3 separate regions of the Mus musculus genome follow, and regions 2 and 3 are each linked to region 1. Evidence: chromatin contacts called from public HiChIP or PLAC-seq data. All regions are on one chromosome and are shown on one strand. Each heading gives the region's core, a stretch centred on a gene start, on an enhancer-like site or on the middle of the called end of the contact. The rest is flanking DNA. Distances are from core to core; before and after follow the strand shown. Region 1 has its middle 77 kb from the start of Gm31434. Region 2 overlaps Rab6b (RAB6B, member RAS oncogene family). Region 3 holds the start of Amotl2 (angiomotin-like 2).

What was found. HiChIP or PLAC-seq counts read pairs in DNA pulled down with a chosen protein or histone mark.
Region 2: an H3K27ac HiChIP or PLAC-seq map of trophoblast stem cells shows a contact between it and region 1, with 21 read pairs. The contact joins two enhancer-like sites. A contact is called at or near these places in 1 of 484 Hi-C or Micro-C datasets (nephron progenitors) and 3 of 115 datasets of contacts at active chromatin or transcription factors (embryonic stem cells, extraembryonic endoderm stem cells and trophoblast stem cells).
Region 3: a contact with region 1 is called in an H3K27ac HiChIP or PLAC-seq map of extraembryonic endoderm stem cells. The contact joins the promoter of Amotl2 here to the enhancer-like site in region 1. A contact is called at or near these places in 1 of 39 promoter capture datasets (the C10 cell line), 1 of 484 Hi-C or Micro-C datasets (embryonic stem cells), 4 of 115 datasets of contacts at active chromatin or transcription factors (embryonic stem cells, extraembryonic endoderm stem cells and trophoblast stem cells) and 2 of 9 other capture datasets (adipose tissue and liver).

The regions. Positions count from the first base shown.
Region 1 is chr9:102,922,229-102,927,269 of GRCm38.p6, reverse strand. No RefSeq gene overlaps it. Among named protein-coding and RNA genes, the nearest start is that of Gm31434, 77 kb to the left of the region's middle. Within about 2 kb of position 2,334, at least 51 of the 459 cell types and tissues checked have an H3K27ac peak or open chromatin away from gene starts, as enhancers often do. A contact at or near this core is called in embryonic stem cells, extraembryonic endoderm stem cells and trophoblast stem cells, where this site is marked.
Region 2 is chr9:103,143,943-103,148,983 of GRCm38.p6, reverse strand. The region is part of intron 2 of Rab6b (RAB6B, member RAS oncogene family); the gene reads right to left. Among named protein-coding and RNA genes, the nearest start is that of Gm51658, 13 kb to the right of the region's middle. Within about 2 kb of position 3,018, at least 95 of the 459 cell types and tissues checked have an H3K27ac peak or open chromatin away from gene starts, as enhancers often do. A contact at or near this core is called in trophoblast stem cells, where this site is marked.
Region 3 is chr9:102,715,717-102,720,757 of GRCm38.p6, reverse strand. It overlaps Amotl2 (angiomotin-like 2), which reads right to left and starts at 2,954. Exons shown (of 10, transcript NM_019764.2): 1 at 2,856-2,954; 2 at 1-677. The coding sequence starts at 615.

The DNA.
Region 1 (5,041 bases), core at 1,085-3,584:
CAGCTGTAAGGCATTTTCTCAATTCATGATCAATCGGAGAGGGCCCAGTCCATTGTGGGTGGTGCCATCCTTAGGCTGGTGGTCTTGGGTTCTATAAGAAAGCAGGCTGAGCAAGCCAGGGAAGCAAGCCAGTAAACAGCACCCTTCCATGGCCTCTGCATCAGATCCTGCCTCTAGGTTCCTGCCCTGTGTGAGTTCCTGTCCTGACTTCCTCCAGTGATGGACTACATGATCTGGAAATTTAAATTGAATAAACCCTTTCCTCTCCAACTTGCTTCTTGGTCATGGTGTTTTCATCATAGCAATAGAAACCCTAACTAAAATACTAGTATATATGATATAATTGATTTTTGTATGTTGACCTTGTATACAGCCCCCTTGATATAAACGGTATTGCTTCCTTTTATATTGAACTTGTAGCCAGCAAATTTGGTAAACTCTTAATAATTCTACTACTTTTTCTTTGTATTATTTGGATTTTTTTCTATGTAAATAATACTTACAAATATTAATTTTGTTTGATCATTCCATAATTACATACATAAATTAAATATGCTACACTCAATTGCTCTCACAGTGAATGAGGGTGTACAAGTACCTCATCTAGATCTACAGATTCAGTGTGATCACAGGCTAAGTCCTAGTTGGGTCTCCCCACCACTCAGTAATTGGCAAATTGATTCTAAAATTCACATAGAAATGCAAGGGGCTCAGAATATCTCAGATAATCTTGAAGAAGGCTTAGGAGGCTCATGCTTTCTGGTTTCAGAAGATACTTTATGGGCTATCGAGATGGCTCAGTTGGTAAAGCGCTTGCCTACAGATCATGAGGAAGTGAGTTCATTCCTTGGGACCTAAAGATTCGAGTGTTCTGGCACATGCTCTTTACCCCAACACTGGGAGGGCAGAGTCTAGAGTCTGTTAGGTTGATAATTAACTCTAGCCATCCCAAGAGTTTCTAGCTTGTTAGAGGCCCATATCCCCAAAGCCCAAGACTGATGGCCCCTGAACAACACCCTAGGGGTTGACCTCTAGCCTCCCAGACCATGTGCACTCCCACACATGCAAACTTACATATGGTAGTAAGATAGTAACTGTGTTGGCAAAAGGATGGGCATATGGATCAACACAAGAGTCAAAATGGGATCCACTCGGTTTTTCAGTCAAGAGAATCAAGAAAGGAAAATAGAATTATTTTAAACAAATAATGCGTTGGAAATAATGAGATATGCACAGGACCTAGAGTTTTCACTTTAGGTCTTAAGTAAAAATTAGTTTAAGTAGATTATGGTGTAAGTGTTAAGATCTGTAAAATACTTAGAATTGAACTTAAACTGTAAAATTCTTAGACGGGAGCACTGGAGTAAGCTTAGCAATCCTGACATAGCAATTGGAGTAAGTCAGGAAACATTGTCTTACACACATCACATAAATATAAGTAAATAAAGTAGATCAATAATTCGGTGAATTAAAAATTAAAAGACTTTGTCTTCAAAGAACATTATCAAATAAATAAAAAGGCAACCACAAATTGAGAAAAACATTTGCAAATTATCTGCCTGACAGAAGTTTCATATTGTGAGATATAGAAAAGAAGTCAGCTGGGTGTGGTAATATATGCTTTTAATCCTGGCTCTTGAGAATCAGAGGGAGGTGGGTCTCTGTGAGTTTGAGGTCAGCTTGCTCTACATCGACAGTTCAGGGCAGCCAAGACTACATAGAGAGACCCTGTCTCAACAAAACAAAACAAAACAAAACAATCTCAAACTCAGAAATAAATAAAGTAATTGTGGTAGCTGGTGTTAGTTGTCAACCTGACAATCCAGAGGCACCTGGGAGATGGACCTCCAGACACGCCAGTGGGCCCTTGGTTGCCATGATCACATCAAGTGATAGGGGAGCCCTTCCTACTGTGGGCCAGATTCTCACCACAGAGATTTTATTATTTGGAGGGACAAGGCAGTGGGGGTGGGGTGGGGGCGGCCTCTGGATTGGACAGAGACAAGGATGACTGACTGGCACGTGGCCAGTTTTAAGGGCTCACGTGTAAGAAAGGCAAAAAAAAAAAGGGGGCTGTGCTCCATGCCCCGCCCCCCAGAGAGTTGGGCTTCTCAGATTGGCTAGGAGGAGAACGAAGCAGATGAGGTAGCGGCGGCTTTCTGTCCTGTAGCAGGGTGTTTTTCGTCACGCAGCTGGGTGGGCTTGAGAGGACCAACAGTTGGTAGAAGTGATAGTGGCTAGTGATGGTAGAATACTATTATCTTATTAGAGATAACAAGCTGGAAGATCACAAGGTTGATGACGTCAATGCTAGGAGACAATGAGGCAAATAGCCAGAAGCAATAGCCTGCCTCACTGGGGCCCAGGAATGTTGATTAGGTTTACCGGAGTCTCCAGGATCAACAAGAAGTTGCCTGAAGGAATACCAGCCTGTGGGGAAGCCCCAATCTGTTCCCTAATCTCAAACTGGCTTCCTGTCAGGCCCTGTAGCAGTTTGGTTGGTAACGGTGGTGATAGCAGTGGAGGGAAAGAATGTGGCCGGGACCATGGAAGCCACAAAGGCTCGGCCAAAGAAGCTCAGCGTCCTATAACACTTTGCTAGAGCCAGGGAACTAAGCCCAGGATTCCAAACAGGTAAGCAAGGTTGCACTGGCAAGTTAATGAGGCTGCCAAGGTCTTAGGAGCACAAAAGTGGAATTTCAGGCACAAGACAACCCGCACCAGCAACAGTGGATGTGGGAAGAGGTCCCCCAGAGCTCGCCCTCTCTCCTTCTGTGAATATCCCCAACTCGGGCATCCTGAGACAGCTCCTTCTGGCTGTGTTGGTTTGCTCGAGCTGTTGATGATATCAACAGCACCTGTTTCCTTAAGGGGCCTCTCCCCACATAGTCCACAGCATTCCAATCTATGGTGCCCCGCAGCCAAGAACCCAGCTATCTCAGCCAAGAGGATTATAGGAAGATCTGGGGAGGTAAGAAGACACTTTACGCTGGGTCCTTAGGTACTTGTCACAGGACAAAATCAGCACATCAGGCTGTGGTCCCACAACATCCAGGTCACAGACTTCATAGCCCCCAGGGCCTTAGAGAAAGACAGTCTGAGACTGACGCCTGTGGGGAGTGTCCACAGAAGGGAGGGCGAGTGCTGAGAACTGTCTTTCCAGGCCAGTGTTCTGGGTAATCTTCCCATTGGAGCACACAGCTCCTCTGAACTGAGCTCAGCCCTCCCGGGCCCCGCAGAGCCAGGCTATCTTAAGCACAGGTTGCAGCCGAACGAAACAGAAACAACAGCACTGCTTCGTTCTAGGGCTAAGGTGTGGCAGATGTGGCAACTTTCTTCTCACTGTCGCCGAAGGCCTTGTCTCAAGAGGCTGCGCTGCAAAGGGCTGGGGTTCCCGATGGGAATGTTGCCATGTCCTTCAAGGTCAGGCCACACTGCCTCAGGAAGTCCCGCTGGCCTGCCCACCTGAGTACCTGCTCTGTCTCTTAGGTCGAGACACAGCCAGTTCTGTCTTCTGGGTTGTAACAAAGCCAGTCATCATGTGTGCATGTTGCTCTATCCAATCCTCCCTTCTCTCAGCTCCCTGAGCTGGGCTGCCTGTATACCAGGGATCTGCCCAGTTATGCCTAGCAGACATTTTACTTTGGGTTTGGCCTTTGTCTAAAGATTTGGGGGTGGAGGCTACATGGATACATCTAACATTTTGTATGCTCAGCATAGATTTAGTCCACAGGACAAACAGGTGAGGTCTACCTCCAAGCCCACAGGTCCATCCCACTAGGTTCTCCAGCTACTCCCCAGCTACTCCCCAGGAAAAAGTTGGTGAATACCATCTGCTCCACCATCACACTGAATTCAATATAACCCAGATGATCAGTGCAGCCAGTCTTTCAATAAGGACACTTGGTATGGTCATGGGATTTGACTAAGATCTTGGAGCCCTCAGGAGAGGAAGAGAAGTCTTCATCCCATGACCTCTCCTCTCAGGCCTCAGGCTGGCCTCCGGCAAAGCAGGCTCTCATGACCAGAAGCCATTGCCAGCACTCAAGAATCCAGACTTGTGCTGTCATTGAGGCTATGGTTGGACCATCAATGCTAGGAGGCACTGAGCCCTCCACTTGCATAAACTCCCAAACTATCTCAACTAAAACTCCTCAGCTCTGAAGGATTGTCGCACAGTTATGTAAAGTGGGGATGGAGCACATTTAGAACACTTGGCTATTTTTGTAAGTCTGTGAACTCAGAAGAACAGAGCGCTCTCTGCAAACCAGCCCTGCCGATCTCGGGGTCCCCTCCACCCGCAATGCTGCCCAGACATTCTGACGCTGACATGGGTCAGCTAACACATTTTTCAACCTCAGAGCACCATGTACTTCTCAGGGATCTTTATTACCTGTAATCAGTTTACCATAACAAGCAACACGAGGTACAGAGCAAGTGCTCTTATTCCGGTTGGTTCCCAGATGCCAATCTCCAGCAGGCTGGCTCCCCTGGCTTTCCAACCATTTGAGAATAACAATCACTATCACTTCTCTGGGCAGTTCTGGTTTTAAGGATCTTGTAACAATGACTACCAACCCAATGCAATCACAGAAACTCTCAACTCTGTGAACTGGAGATCTCCTCTCTCAGTGCCCCACCTTAACCCTCTATCAGCTTCTCTCTCCTGGGTTGTCATGTCCCGGATGTGTTTGGGAAATGTGCCCTCTGTGCCTCAGTTTCCTAAGCTCCAAGACAGAAGTGTTAGGGATTGGTTCTAATGCTGTCTCGATTCAATTATGCTCCCAAAAGCCGCCTTCTTCCCAGAAGCTGAGGGTCTCTGCCCTCAGCTAGATTTGATTGGCAATAAATAATTGCCATATAGCCAATGGCTGGACAGGTAGACTGAGGTGAAACCAAGCGGGGTGGGGGAGAAAGGAGGAGATGGCCATGATGGGGAAGAAGGAAGACCAGACCTAAAAGTCTGCCGACATGTGAGAATCAGGGAAAGAGGCCACATGGGCCACTTCCCCAACATGTTAACTCAGGAGTACCAGAGCCA
Region 2 (5,041 bases), core at 1,769-4,268, 220 kb before region 1:
AGTCTTGGTCATGAAGGACACTCCCACTTCAGGTGAACATTGGAGGAAGGAGACACCAGATAGCAAGAACAACTAACTATTCGGCTAGGCCCAGGGATCCTTGGTGACTCCTCTGGACCAGCCTCCTCTCAGGGGTCAACACAGGTCACACAGGAGAGTTATGCATTGGTGGATGTGTGTTTATATGTGCGTGGGAATGGAACACACTCAAGTTTACACTGTATTTGTACAAAGGCATGAATGGGTGCGTGAGACTGGTATGAGTATGAGAGTGTGTGTGTGTGTGTGTGTGTGTGTGTGTGTGTGTGTGTGTGTTATTCCAGGATTAATGCCAGGATTTCTGATACACACAGCCCCAGCGCTGCCCTGCGGCCCAGGTGATGAGGAACCCTCACGGGTTCTTTGGAAAGGGAGCGCACTCAGGCTGTGTATATCAGGGCCACTCAGGACAGGCTACAGCTGGCCCCAGAGAGGCCAACATGCCATCAGTAGTGGGTCATGTGTCCAGTGGGCGCCAGTGGGATTTTCTTTGTTGCTCTTTGCGCTTATTTATTTATCTTGTTTTTCTGCCTTGTGAAAGGATCTACTGTACCCCAGCTCCCAAGTTGGCCTTTAGCTTGTTGCTGGGGGTGGCTTTGAGCTTCTTATCCTCACACTTCTACCTCCCTGTGCTGGGATTTACAGGTGCCCCATAACTGAAGACCCAAGCTCTCGTGCATACTGAACTAAGGAGTCCAATTAGCCCCCAGCCTAGCCCTAGCCCCCAACCCCCTCACCTCTCAAATGAAGATCCCAGAGCTCCCTCTAAGGACTGTTGGACCAAAGGAGTTAAGACTCTGTGAAGGCACTTCATTCTGTCATATGCTATGTCAACAGAAATGAGCAATTGTTACCAGGAACCAGCTGACCCAGGGCTCTCCAGGCAAAGCGGCACAGCCAAGCCATGGAGACTGCCCGGTGTCTGTCTGGTTATGCGGTATGGCCTCGGAGTCTCTGCTCAGGATGAGCAGAAACAGCAAGCAAGTGAGTGACTCTCCTGGCACATTAAAGGCTCTGTTGAATCCTGCAGTGGAGAGACAGGAACTGTTTCTTTCCTAATCTGTCAGACCCCCACCCCCACCCCCAGCCCCTCAGGAACCTTTGCTGTCCTATTCTTCATCGACATCCCAAGGATCTGGGATTCCCAGGGCTTCAGCAAAGGTTCAGGAAGGTGGAGCCGAGGAGAGGCACGCCGCTCTTTCACTGTGCCAAGGAGTTATAGTCAAGGTAGCTTTTCTATTCTTTATCTTATGAGGTATGAAACAAATCATTTCCGATGGTAGATGCCCACAGGGGATGAGATATCAAGAGATACAAACAGGCATGTGCCTGGGAGTCCTCTGTCAGTCTAGAAGCCCCGTGATCCCCTCACACAGCTGTGCCTTCTCTGCCTGTATTGCGTGATGTCTTCTCTGAAGGAAACGGAGGTGTAGTCTACTGTTATACGTGGCCCCGAACCTGGCAATGCTAATTTATTCTTTTGCGCTGGCAAACGGCACTCACTGACTATGAAAAATAGCAGCCACTTTATTTTACACATGCAAAGAATATTAAGAAGCACAGATTTCCTCCCAACGGTTATCTTCCTTTGAGTGTGGCATTACACAGTATCGACAGGGGTGTCGACGGTGGCGTACTTGCATTCCTCTGCACAGACCTTCCACCAGCACATCCGAGCAAGAAGATCTCTGAGCAAGATATTCCCTACGGCACTTGTTGAAATCTTCTTAGCTCTGTGCATTTATTATGAAATATAAATTTGCATCCACATTCTGACAAGATACAGCAATAAAGTCTACCGGAGGAAATCTGCATGGCAATTAGCATAAATTGACGCCAGCATTTATTTCTTCAGGGGAAGAGAATGAAAAGGCAAGTATGTGCGTGCGTCTTCTTTTTGAGCCCGGCCGGCCGGCGCTGGAGAGAAGCATCCGTAAATGGCAGAAAGCAGCTGGGCATGACAAGCCCCTGACAATGACTCTGCTGTTCTCTCAGGCACAGCCAACCACCAGACCGAAGTATCTGGGTAAAGTTATGCAAATTAGCATGCAAATGAGCCTGGTAAACTTAAAGACTCAGCCAAGAAAGTGGTTGCTTTGTAGAGAGGAGCTCACAGCCTCTTGGGAACAGGTAGGGCCGGGTCACTGCCAGCCAATGACAGCTGCTCAGTTAGTGCCCTGGAGGAGGAGATGCTGGCTCCCAAGGTCACAGGGCAGGCACCTGGCTTTTCAAGGTCACAATCTGTCCCGTGGTTACTTTCTTCTCTATGAAGAATGGCTGTCCAATTTGTAATCGTGTGTGTACGTGTACAATAACATATATTCATATACATACGTGCATACATGTAATTGGCTCTGTTCATCATAATACTAATACAGAAAACACCTTGCTACCTGGTCCCTGGGTGGTCATGGTGCTCACATCATGAGAAGTATCACTGTGGTCAACCAAGTCTTTGCCCATTCACCCTCCCCTCCAGTAGTGTCTGAGCCTGTGAAAAACAGTGTTAGTGACGTGGTCCCTAGGGTGTGTGGGCCAGACAAGCCAGCGACTGATGGCTGCTGGAGTGGGCAGGAAGGCCACCGGAAGACAAGAGTGGAGCCGATAGGAGAGGAGGAGGATTTGATGCAGCCACAGCGGAGAGAGGCACGAGTGCACGCAGAAGCTTTATTCAGTATTCAGGAAAGGCTGGCGTATATGTGTGTGTGTGTGTGTGTGCGCACTGCATAAATGTGTGTGTGCTGGTGTGTGCCATGTGTATGCATATGTATGTGTGCGTGTGTGTGCACAGGCACGTGTGAGAGTGTATGTGTGTGCACATGTATGTATCTGCATGTGAGTGTATGTGTGTACAAGCATATATGTATTCACCTTGAAGAGGAAGCATCGCTTGTCAGGTAAGAGGCCAGTTACCGCACTGTGTCAGGGAGAAGTCTCTGTGGCCACGGCAAGAGCACGTAATCAGGACAAGGCAGGAGACAGAAATAAAAATCCAAGGCTTCAGGCACCACGTGAGGTGACGTGACTAGGAGCCTCTCCCCGAGTGCAGATGCATACAGATGCATACAGATGCATACAGATGCATACAGATGCATGCTGCGTCCACTTCAAGGGCCCAGATGAGAATCCACACCTATCCATCCACCTTATCTACTCAGATCTCATGAAGAGGGCGGCCAGATGGAAATCTTGAAGCCCTATGACAAAGAGCATCTGAGGCCACTAGAAGCCAACAGCAAGGAGAATGCCCTCCCCCCAACCCCCAAAAGCTCAGGGCTCTCTTGTATGTGTTCCACCCTCAGGCCCCCAGGAAGGTGAGGACAGAATACACTCCTGTTCCTTTGAAGCTACTCAGTGTGTGGTAATTTGCTGTGGCGGCGGCCCCAAGACTGAGTGTGGGAAGCCTCAGGGCAGAACAGACTGCCATGGCTCGAGGATCAGCTGCCGGCAAGAGATCTCAGGAGATCTGAGCCTGCCAGAAAGACCAGCATTTGCTTCTTAGGAACCCCCTTCAGAGTCTGAAACACCTTCCCATCTCACAAGTGTCCTCTGAGAAGAGCCCTCCTGGCCTGTGGGCGCCTCTCTCCCTGAGGCAGCCCATTAGATCTGTGCTGTTCTAACTTGGTGTGGATGACAGGAGGGGCCATGGGTCCTCAGTGTTAAGTTCTTACCACCTCTCAGTTCTCTAAGACGCTAAGGCCTGAGCTGCCAGCTTTGCAGGCTGGAAAGAGCACCCTGGAGAGCCTCGGCCAGGAGTGACCTTCAGAGGACCACACCTCCCTTTAGCAGGGCTCCTTCACACAGCTGACCCTCCCAGGGCCCACAGGGGTTTCCTGGGTATGTGCTGGTATGGGTGGGGGAGCGCACAGCAAGAACCACCTCTTATTACAAGATATGCCCAGATTTTTTTTTTCCCTAGATAGAGTTTTAAGAAAACCTCGTTAGCATTTCTTCTAGGCTCTGCCCAACAGTTACCTAGGAACAGCCAGGTATGAGCCCAGCTGGCTATAAAAAGACTGTGTGACCTCTCTTCCCGCTTCTGTCCTCTCCTCCTTTCTCTCTCCCTGCATGTTCTCTGCTGGCCTCTTCCCTTCTTTCTCTCCTCTCTTTCTGTTCTTCTCTGTCCTCTTTCTCTGCCTCCACCCCCTCTCCACAGCCTCCTCTCATGCCCCAAATAAACTTCATTTTATACTAGACCCATTGTCTGGCTGGTACCTTGGTGGGGGTACCTCAACATGGGCCCGCTAAGGCACCCACTTCCGCCGCATCATGCTACCACATTACAAAACATACTACCTCTTAGCTGGGGTTTTACATGAAGGAATCACCACAGACAAAATTTCCTCTGCTTGAGACTTGGTTTTCCACCAAGTGAAAACTGTATAAGTGAATCAGTTTGTATGGTGTGATTAGGCAGGGCGGTGAGAGACTAGAGTACATGTGTTAGCGGAGAATAAGGGGTGTGTGTGTGTGTGTGTGTGTGTGTGTGTATGTGTGTAACTGCCAGGTAAGTAGAGAACGAAGACATGCTTCTCAAAGGTCCCCCAGGGCTGTAGAAGTGCCAGCTCACCAGGGCCACAAACAGAACCTTCTGAGAGGTTCAGCTGAGGACCCCAGCCTACCATACTCAGGGCCGCATGGTGGCCCTTTGGGGCCTCTTGCACACTCAGCTCTACATCAAGGTGGCACTGGCCGTGGCTGAGGATAGGCCCTGCCCTCTGTGCCCCGCTGAGGGTGGGCCAGGCTGCCTTCTGCTACCTTCTGTCAGGCCATGTACTACAGCACACAGCTGTCTTTTGTCAGGATGAGTGAATGGGAGGGGAGCACAGGGTCTGGAGCCATGAGGAGAGAGAGGGAACACTGTCCTGGGAGCTGACTGAGTGGGCCTAGACTCTGCCATGCTGTACTGCTGCTGGGACAGACAGGATATTGGTGGGAGGGTGACAAGCACGGCTCCTGTGCAGTGGGACAGCCTGAGAGAAAATACATTTCATCTTCTCGG
Region 3 (5,041 bases), core at 1,705-4,204, 210 kb after region 1:
TGGGCCCTCAGCTGGGGGCCCTCGGGGTTGGGGGCCCTGCTGGCTGCGGGCCAGCTGAGGGAAGCTGTGGGAAGAGCTCATGTGGCTGGGGACCCGAGCACCGTTTCTTTCCAGGGACAGTTGCAGAAGCCGTTCACTCAAGGAGCGCACATGGCCATGCCTCAGCTCTCGAAGAGCTTCATCCTGTCGCCGGCCGCCTCCGGACACCCCTCCTCTAGGATCCCGGTCCCCAACATGCGGCCGGGACCCTGCCTGCTGCGCTGCGTAGTACTGCGAATGGGCTTTGGCCTCCTCATAGGTGGGCAACTCTTCTCCTTTGCTGGGCTGTGGGCACAGCCGGTACAGCCTGTTCTCTGCCAGGTGGGTCTCTCCACCCTGATGCTCCTGGCCCTGGGGCTCCTGCCTGGTGGCTTGCTGCAGCACCTGACTGTCCTCGGGTGCTCCGATCTCCAAGGAAGCCTGGGGGCTCCCCGTGCCCCCAGCTCCAGCCCCACCCCGCAGGGCCTGCTGCTGGATAGCCAGCAGAGTGCGAGTCTCTGTCAGGTTGCCGTAGCGCAGCTGCTCTTGGATGAGACGGTGCAGGACTGTCCCTGAGGAGTCTTCCAGTGTCCTCATGCTTCTCTGGCTTGCACACACCTGCCTAGACAATGGCCAGCAGGCACCTGGTCTCAGAGCACCTAAGAGACAGAAAGAATAGCAGTCAAAGGAAGCACAAACAAAGGAGGGAGGGGCACTTGCAGGAACACTCTGGATGAAGGAGGAGGCTGGGTGGGTAGGTGGGTGGTTTTACACAGGCCCAGATGCAAGTGCTAATATGGCCATCTATTGATTAAGTTTAGTTACTGAGCTTCTGATCCTTAGTTTGCCATTAATATAAATATATATATGCATATATGTATATACATACATATATATGTACACACACACACACACACACACACACACACACACACAGTGTGTCTCTTGGAGTTGAAATGTAAGAAGCTGAGCGCCTGGTATGCTATAAATCCTTGGCAAATGCTTATCATTGTAACATTTATGGAGATTTAGCTGATCTTACAGATATACAACAGAAAACCAGAAGGCTATCTCATATCACAGTCCCCGGCAGTCAGCCATTACCCCAAACAATCTCATGGGCAAACTGTAGGACAGGCGTCCATCAAATTCAACCACTTAGCAATAGGGTTCCCAGTTTACTGGCAGGCGGTAAAGAAAGAATGTAGCCCAGCAGAAAGAAGCCCTAAGCAAATAATTCCATTGATTCTTTAGAATAAAGACGCGTGAGCCAGACCCTGGGCTCAAAGGCTGCTGATAAAATAAATCTGAGTCTCCCTGTCACAGATGACCTTAGCAGCCACTCTGCAAGGTGAGCAGCACAAGAAGCCCCATGGAAATTGGTGAGGAGGCAGAGGGGAGCTTGCAGTAACTGAGCCAGGGAAACATTTTCCATGACCACCAACCTCTTTTCTTGGCACACACATTTGCTACTTAGAAAAACCCCTCCCTACGTGTATGCTAGAGGCACACAGGGGATGATCCCTCTGCATCTCTGTTGATATTAGTAACAACTACCTATGCCAGTTGATGGGGTAATGAGGCGAGGGGGGAGACAAAGGAAGGGGGTGGTGGCCCCTTTCTGTGCCATACTAATGCTAGCCCCCTGTCCTACCTCAGTTTGGGAATGGTATGTTGGCAGAGCTGGAGAAAGGTAATGAGCCCTGACGATACCCAAGCCAGCAACTAATCCTCCCCCCCCCCCCCAACTGCACCCTGCAATGTGTAAGACTTGAAGAGTCTGCTCACACGCGGCTTTTTCTACGCGGTATTTCCTAAGTTAATCACTGTCTGGGCTGACTCGCGCTAAGGATCCGGGAGCGGCTAGAAGGAATGCTGAGCCTTCCCGGCAGATTCCAGGCGCGCCGACTATGAGCCAGGCTCTCGGAGCACCGAACATTTCCGAGGCCTTTCATCGCACAAACGTCCCAATCGAATCCCCTAGATGCACAATCTTTCTTTCAAATACTTATATAAGAGCACTTACTGAAAATCAACTTCCTTACACGGGCGCTGTACCTGGGCTGCACTGGAGCGCTGCACTCGGAAAACCAGCCACCTTTCTAAGCAAACACGGGTCTCTGGCCTTGGCCTGGGCTCACTCCAGCAAAAGGAACCAACGCTAGTCTCCAAGTCAACCAGGCCAGTCCAGGGTCCCGGCGTTACTCACCTCTACCGAGGCAGACCACTAGCACCGGTGGCTGCCCGAGCGCCCCGGGCGAGCAAAACCCGCAACCGCGAGAGGTCTTTAAGCATCGCGGGTACGCCTCTCTCCCTAACCCTCTTTGTTTTCCAAATACTTCAGCGCTGACGTCACCGGACTGGACAGCAGGCTGCATTCTTTCTAAGTGAGAGCCAGTTCGTGGCTCCGCAGAGGATTTTCCAAGGAAGACAAAGAGGAATTCTTGAGCTAGCTGAGGGTAAAAGCCACCTGTATCCCCAATCCAGACAAAGCAGCCACGGTAACCTCATAATTCAGCGAGATATGCCTACCGCAGCTTTTCACTTGCCCCGCACGCGAGACGCACACTCCCAAACACTGATCCTCTGTCCTTCCTCCAGCCCCAGTGGGTCGGAGAATGGTGTCCTCACCCCCACAAAAGCGCGAGCAGTCTAGGCTAGACACCCAGGATCGATCCTCGAAAGGGTTCACAGTCTCCCCTCCCGCTCCCGGGGAGGCTCGTCCACCCCAGCTCCGATCTCCAGAAAGGGTCGGACTGATCGCGGTGTCCCGCTGCTGCTGGGAAGCGTCCCCGCCGGCCTCGCGCACTGCCCGGAGTGCCCGGCACCTTGCTTACCGCTGCGGCCCGCGGCTGCCGGCGCACGCAGACCCGGTTCGGCTTAGGTACAGTCAGCAACGGAGGTGCGCACTAGTCGGTGGCGCCGATGATCTGCTTGCTCGCGCCCCAGTGCGCAGCCTCTAGGTCAGCCCGCGCTGGAGGCGGCTGCTATGCCAGGAATGTGAGAGTTTCAGGTTCCCCCTCGGGATCAAAGCGAACCACAAATAACCTCTCAGCGCGCCGCCCTCCTCCGCTCTCCGCCTCCCTCCGCTCCCCGGGCCAGCCCCCGCCTTCCTCCCGGGAGGCGGCGCTGCGGCTGGCCGCTGGGCTGGCCTCAGCCTTGTCCCCTTGCCACTCTGGGCTCTGGCGGCCGTGCGGCATTCATTCCCTGCCACCCTGCTTTGTGTCCTAGCTGTTGGGAGTGTCTTAACCAACTCGTCCCAAGATCGCCCCACCACTGCCCGCACCGGGTTCTCACCCTCCATTCCTACAGGCACCGAGGGACGACTCCAGGGATCAGCCTCTCACGCCCCTATGGTGGCTGTAAGAAGGGTCTGTGGCGTTTTGGAAATGGCGGGAGGACTGCACAGCAGTTCACATCCGCCCAGCCTTGACAGTGTTGCAGACGAAACGATGTTTCGGCCCGCCGCTGCCCAGCCTCTTTCCTAACTCCTACTATTTCACCCCCCAGCGGCAAACTTTGAATTGCACTTTTATTGTTTACAAACACCTTGGCCAGCTCTTTTAATCCTGCCTCTACAGGAAGTGTGTGAATCTGGGTTGAAAATCTGGTGGATTTAACCCACTACCTAACTAAATGAATCAACCACTCACTGGGCATTCGGTCCAACTCCTCCCTAACTCCGCTCATCTTTAAGCCAAGCACGCGGCGGGTCACCACTTGCTTTTTACTCGGCCATCCGACTCCAGTAACCCTCCGACGGTGCTCTTATCATGTCTGTAATAAATAAGAAACCAAGGTTCAGAGAGTCTAAACAACTTGCCTAGGGTCACACAGAGAGTAGCCAATGAAGCCAGGTCCCTTTTCTTGGTCTTCAAAATCCGGTCTCCGTAACCTGACAAGGCAGAGAGTCTCTGCTTCCACCTACCTGTCCCGAGTTTCAGTGTCTTTTCCACCTCGTCTACACCTAGCCAACCCTCTTTGTCTTCCGCTTCTCTGGCTTTTGGTGTGGAATCGACTCCTTTGTCATTTGGACCCTTCTACTTCCCCAGGAGACTCCTCCAGCTTAGCTGCTCTGACTCCCTCCCCTCCCCGCCCCCCCCACCCTCTTTCTGGTTAGAGCGTGCATTCCTCAGTCCCATCCACCTCGAATCAGGACCAATTTCTGCTGCGGGACTGCCGGGCCCAACCCCCTCCTTCCCTCGGCGTTCTCAATTCCTAAGTTTGCTGGAGGGGACCAAGGACAAGAAACCTTTCAAACTCAATAGTCAGGGATGTGGTTATTTTTGTATAAAGCTTTCCTTTAAAAGGGAGGGGTTCTCAGGAGTTAACCCCCCTTGCTGCCTTTACAGAGGATGTGCCTTCGATTCCCAGCACCTACCTGGTGGTTCACAGCCATCTGTAACTCCAGTTCCAGAGGATCTGATAGGCAATTCTAAATTATGCTGGTACGAGGCACCTACATGGTGTTTGACCGTACATGCAAGCAAAGCATTCATACATATAAGATAAAACAAAAAGCCTAAAAAGAAAACAAAAAAATGTGTATATGTTTTACTTGAAATCCAAATATTGCATTTTAGATTCTGTTTGTGTCTGACACAGATGAGAAAATAACAAATGTGCCAAGCTAAAGGCTACCTTACAAAGAGAAATTGTGGCTCGCACACACACACCATTGTCCCCGCTGGCTGCGGTAGGAGCCTATGACAAAGACTAGAGAAGGGATTCCCAGGTGCCCTCACTTCATGGGCAGCATTCTTGGAAACCCTTGGTGGAGAGACACCTACTAGGTGCAGGCACATATGCTCTGCATTACAAAATCAGGGGAAAGGCCATATGGCGCAGTCCTGGGATTCACTGACACCTAACAAATGTTTGACTAACAAGCATTCCTGAGATACTCTGAGAAAGGGGCCAGTTTAAGGCAGCTAGAATCCAAAGGTTCAATTTGGGGGGGTGGGCAAGCCTACTTCAGTCCAAAACAAGCCCTGAGTCAGTTTAGGTATGTGGCTCAAAGGGA